Linked DNA regions of Sus scrofa: region 1 is linked to region 2. Evidence: chromatin contacts called from public HiChIP or PLAC-seq data. All regions are on one chromosome and are shown on one strand. Each heading gives the region's core, a stretch centred on a gene start, on an enhancer-like site or on the middle of the called end of the contact. The rest is flanking DNA. Distances are from core to core; before and after follow the strand shown.

Evidence for each region. HiChIP or PLAC-seq counts read pairs in DNA pulled down with a chosen protein or histone mark.
Region 1: a contact with region 2 is called in an H3K27ac HiChIP or PLAC-seq map of alveolar macrophages. The contact joins two enhancer-like sites. A contact is called at or near these places in 1 of 47 Hi-C or Micro-C datasets (embryonic fibroblasts) and 1 of 2 datasets of contacts at active chromatin or transcription factors (alveolar macrophages).

Annotation. Positions count from the first base shown.
Region 1 is chr13:126,224,963-126,227,662 of Sscrofa11.1, forward strand. The region is part of intron 6 of LPP (lipoma-preferred partner); the gene reads left to right. Among named protein-coding and RNA genes, the nearest start is that of MIR28, 56 kb to the right of the region's middle. Within about 2 kb of position 1,384, at least 1 of the 83 cell types and tissues checked has an H3K27ac peak or open chromatin away from gene starts, as enhancers often do. A contact at or near this core is called in alveolar macrophages, where this site is marked.
Region 2 is chr13:126,699,057-126,701,756 of Sscrofa11.1, forward strand. All of the region lies in intron 2 of TPRG1 (tumor protein p63-regulated gene 1 protein), which reads left to right. Among named protein-coding and RNA genes, the nearest start is that of TPRG1, 170 kb to the left of the region's middle. Within about 2 kb of position 1,420, at least 16 of the 83 cell types and tissues checked have an H3K27ac peak or open chromatin away from gene starts, as enhancers often do. A contact at or near this core is called in alveolar macrophages, where this site is marked.

The DNA of each region.
Region 1 (2,700 bases), core at 134-2,633, 470 kb before region 2:
TGTGAGGGGTGATTGGCGGGCTATGGGACAGACTAAATGGAATGTAGTAGGCAGGAATCTAGGCAACTGCCCTGAGCCTCATAGAGGAAACCACTACCCTGAGTTCAGAGATGCAGGAAGAGTTGCAAGAAGAGACTTGAAGACAAAGGCCTCCCCAGAACCGATGTGTGGAAGTGTCTCCAGGTGAGAAGGGAAGATTGTGACAGAAGCAACAATGCCCAGTTTTTCAAGTGTGATATAATTTCTCCCAAACGTGTGAACTGCTTGCCAAATGCTAGGAGTTAACATTGTTTTGTACATTTTCCCGAATAATTGGCATTGTCATTGAAGAGCTGATCAGAAAAGGGTAAGAGGAAAGAAAATGTTAAAATCGGCTGTAAAACCCAGCCCATTTATACTTGAAGTTTAAAGTCAGACAAAGGGAATGTTCCACTGACTATGACATTGATCAAAACGAGCCTGTGCTGAGACAGGATTAAATCGATCAATAAATATCCCAAACTGTCAATCTTGAAACTTTTGGGTAGAACATTCAGTTGCATTCCTACAGGAGAAATGCCAAGTGAATGAGCCTAAGCCAGGTTTGTTTGGAAAGCCTTATTTAGAGAACCATGAAGTGTGAACTTGATCACATGAAAAGCCTAGGACTGTTTAGCCTTCTGTGGCAGTTCTACGAGTTCTAGTACCAGACTGTTAATAGGGAGGCAAGACAAGTGTGCTGCTTGCTTTTGCCTCCACCCCCTTTTTTAAATTTAAAATTGCATGAATCATATTTACAAAGGACCATTGCTTTTTGTAAGACATTATCAGGTGAGGAAGTCACTGGTTTCTATTTTATTTCCTCTGGTTCCATGCTTATAGCCACACTTAATGTTAGCATGCCCTATTTAAAACAGAAGTCTATATTCTACTTCAAGTATTAACCAACTGTGCAAAATCCGAAAGTCCTAGAAATGAAAGCAAGATTTCCCAATAGTCTTCTGGAACATAATAATTACCACAGTTTTAGTGATGGGGAATTCATAGATTTTTAAGCTGTCAGAAATTAAATAAATGTGTTGCCTTTGCTTTTCTAAGAAGCTGTCTTGCTCATTTACAGTAAATTAAGATCCAGAGACTGACTGTGCAAGGTCTCACAACAGAGGTACAACTTTAAAGCAATTCTTAGACCTCTAAGCTTGGGAGATCCAGGAGGATTCCATGTGAACATTAACCATTAGCTTTCATAAAATAGCAGTGGATATTTTAATGTCACACATTTTCATATCCATTCTCTCATTTATTCCTTAAAACAAAACAAACTCAGCTTGTTGAGATGGACAGAGAATGGGAAAGTATCCTTTTATACAGATAATGATGCAATTTTAGACAAGCCACTTCCCAATTTTGCACACTATATAAATCATAGAGTCTTCGTCCCTTGTCTCTAAAATCATAGCCTGAAACGTGGAACTAGAAGAAATTGCAATCCCTAGCTTTTCTTTTTACAGAATGCCCTCTGCAGTTGCTTAACATTTTGATTAAAAAATAGGAAATTAATTAAGCAAGACAGTGAATAAAAGGTGCGAGCTAATATCTGGGTGTTCTTCAGTACTCTGAGAGGTGAGAGGTGATAAAGTTACACAAATCTCCAAAACCAAAGAAACTTGTTGATTAAATGATTGAATCCCGTTGACCATTTGGTAGCATAAATAACTGTTCAAGGTGGAAAGCTTTTGTTTTTTAAAAAAAAAGTCTGTACAAAAAGTAAGGATTTTTGACAAAACAGCATAGTTAATTACTATAGTTAATATACAAACAGTGAGCAGTGAAATTGTGTGTGTGTATGTGTGTGTGTGCTCATGTGAAAATATATTCAGGTTCTATGGGAACTAAAGCTTTGAAGCATATCACTTTGGGGAGACCTTTAAAAGGTACAAAATTATGAATAATTAGTTTGCTAGGGCTGCCATAACAAAGTATCACAGACTGGACAGCTTAATCAATAGGAATGTTCTCATGTCTTTGGAGGCTGGAATTCTGAGATCAGGGTGTGGGCAGGTTTGGCTTATCCTGAGGCCTTTCCCCTCAGCTTGTACGTGGGCACCTTCTCCTTCTGTGTTCACTTGGTCTTTCCTCTGTGTGTACTTGTGTCCTGATCTTCTCTTCTTGTAGGGACATCAGTGGTATTGGATTAGCCCCGACCTAATCCCATTTTAACTTAAGTGTCTCTTTGAAGACGCTCTCTCCAAATACAGTCACATGCTTTGGTACTAGGGTACTTCAACATAGGAATGTGGTGGGGGCAGGGGGACTTAATTCATTCCATAACAATTATGTAAACAAAATAATATTTATTTCAAATGAAAAAAGTGAATGAAACATTTTAAGCTGATTTTAAAAAGCCAGGAAATGTGACAAAAATAAAAAAATCCAGAAAATATCATTTTAGTTAATTAATTAAACAGTGACTTTTTCCTTTGTTTTGTGGCTGCCTGCTCTCTGGTTAACTCTTCATGCAACCTAACTTTATAATATTTTCTATGGGGAGAATAGAAAGATAATTTCAGTCTTTCATCTAATGTCATTGATAGACATTTAATGATTATTATTCAAGGCTTGCAAAATTTCCTTTAATCTGTACAACTTTTATTGGTAATATTGTAAAACATGATTGTCCACTTAGGGAAAACTGCTATCAATTTCCTTTCTTCTTTCTTT
Region 2 (2,700 bases), core at 170-2,669:
GGACAGAAACCATGTCTCATATATCCTGGTGTCTTCATGGCCTTGCCTGAGCTTGCCACAGCTTATATACTCAGCTAAGTCCTACTGAAAGAAAGAATAAGTATGTGAGAGCAATATGGATCTCACTTAAGGGATGGGTCCCGACATGATTTGTGAAGAGCTTTTGGATTCTTTAAATGTTTCTGAAGCTGTGCTGAGTGTAACACTAAGAATTACTTCTAGGGAGCCGTGTCTTCTGCAGAGTATTTCTGCTGATGCTAGCAGTGATTCTTAGCATTTATTTAGTACCCTTTGAACTGGCACCATGCTAAACTCTTTACCTGCCTTATTTAATTGGCACAACCTCCCTCTGTGACGTGTAGATATTTTCCCCATTCTATTGCTGAGGAAGCTGAGATTTGGAGAGGCTAAGAAATTCCCACAAGATCACACAATTAGAGTCAGAATTTGACCCAGAGTTAGAATCTGACCCAGGTCTGCTGACACTAGAACTTGGGTGCTAACCATCCTGGTATCATTAAATGAAGCCTGTTGCCCAGGGTGGGGCAGAGTCAGCCCAGTGAGGCCCATCTACAGGGACTTGGAAGATGGTTTTGTTAAAATAGGTTGAACTCTCCAGAATGTTATTGACTCATATCCCCTTATAACCTCTGCTCTAGCAGTGGAGGATGGAGAAATCCCTAGGAATAAGTAACGTTTAGAGAAACTAGAGCATCTAGTTTGTCAAGGCAACACAGCAGATTTCAAAGGAGCAAGAAGGGAAGTTTGTGGCTTCTTAGACTGTGGTGAGGGTAGAGATACACAGAAACAGATGGAAGTGAGAAAGTGAGGTCCTTTTTTCCCCTGAGCATTTTTAGTTGGGAGCTCCTTTGGGTATGTTTCTCCTTGTTTTTCATTTGGACTGGGAATGTCTTCCATTTGGGAACCCTTTGCTTCTGAGAAGCTCAGAGCAGAGCACAGGGTCCCCATGTAAAGAGGCGAGGGGCTCTGTGATTAGAGCACCTGCAGCTCTCCTGAGCCAACCAGCTCCGTGGTCTCAAATGGGAAAAGAAACAAGAATGCAGAGAAGATGCCATTTTCACAAGTTAGCTGGCATGTTTGGCTGACTTTTGCTTGCAGCCTGGGTCTTGCAGATGGGGGTGGGCAGGAGGTGAAGGAACCTCAACAGATGGCAGCAATCAGTGGGTGTTGGTGACCATTTTTCCTCACTGCTGAAAACATGGTCACCTTGTGCCTGTGACAATCAGACTCAACTCCAAGTTCCTCCGTCCTAGAACACAGAACAGTATAATCCTTTTTCAGCTTGCAGAAGGAATATTTTTAGAGAGAAGAGGTATCTAGGGAATACAAGGGCCACCTGAGATTCTGATTCAGCGATGTGAATTCACCTGCCCAGTTACAAGTCCTGATGTCTGAGGAGATTTGTTTGTCAGTCTCACAAGGACGGAAATGAAAAGCAATTTGCTGTAAACCCTTCCTCTCCCTTCTGATTGGTAAGGGGAAAAATGTCCACACACTGCCATCTGGTGGGAACTTCTGGTCACTGCATTTTTGAGAGTTCTTGCAAGAAACAACTGAGAAGGGGCCAGGCTTTTTCCTCCTGTTCGTTAACAAAGAGGCAATGAACAAAACATGGTCCTTGCCCTTGAAGAGCTCCCAGTCTAATGGAAGAACTTGACATGTTAGCAAGTAATTATAACTTGAAAAGTACCGTTTTAGGAATGTAAAGAGTAAGTTGTGAGGTAGTCTGGTTGGTAAGAAAGGAACATGGGAAAGCAGCTATAGGTAAAAGCTGGAAGAAGGTTGAGGCCAGACCGTGAAGGACCTTGAATGTCTGAGCAAGGCAGTGAGTCCGCTCAAGTTTAGTTAGAAGGAAAAAGATGGAGTCAGATTTTGGTGGTAAAGCAATACAGACAACAAGCGTCTGTATATATGCTTTCAAAGCATCCAGATCCTCTTGTTAGCAGAAGTCTCCTATGGAAATCCATTATGTGAACTAAGTGAAACCATGGATATTCAGACGGAAGTGGAAGAATTGTCTCCCACTCCACCTCTCCCATCCTTGGTACATATAGCTGCTTTGGGGGCAATATCTAAGGCCCAGCAGAACCTGGTTTGATACCTACTCCTGTGGAGTGTCCCTTAGCTAACATGACACACATGCTCTGGTTTTAGAGGTAACTCTATCCTGTCTCTCCTGACATAGGTCTTTATATATTAGGCTCCAGATCTTTTCCTATCTTTTAATCAAAAATTGCTATTTTTCATTTTAAAAAAATTTCTATTTTTCTTTTTTTTTTAGGGCCACACCCATGGTATATGGAGGTTCCCAGGCTAGGGGGTCTAATCAGAGCTATAGCTGACGACCTACACCACAGTCACAGCAACGCCAGATCTGAGCCATGTCTGTGACCTACACCACAGCTCACAGCAACTCTGGATCCTTAACCCACTGAGTGAGGCCAGGGGAACCTCATGGTTCCTAGTTGGATTTGTTTCTGCTGTGCCACCACGAGACCTCCAAAAAATATTCTATTTTTTTTGGAGCAGTTTCAGGTTCACAGCAAAATTAAGAGGAAGATTAGGAGAGATTTTCCATATCCTCCCTACAGCTATACATGCACACCCTCCCCCATGATCAGTGCTTCCTCACCAGAGTGGCCCTTTGTTACAACTGATGAACCTCCATTGACACATCAT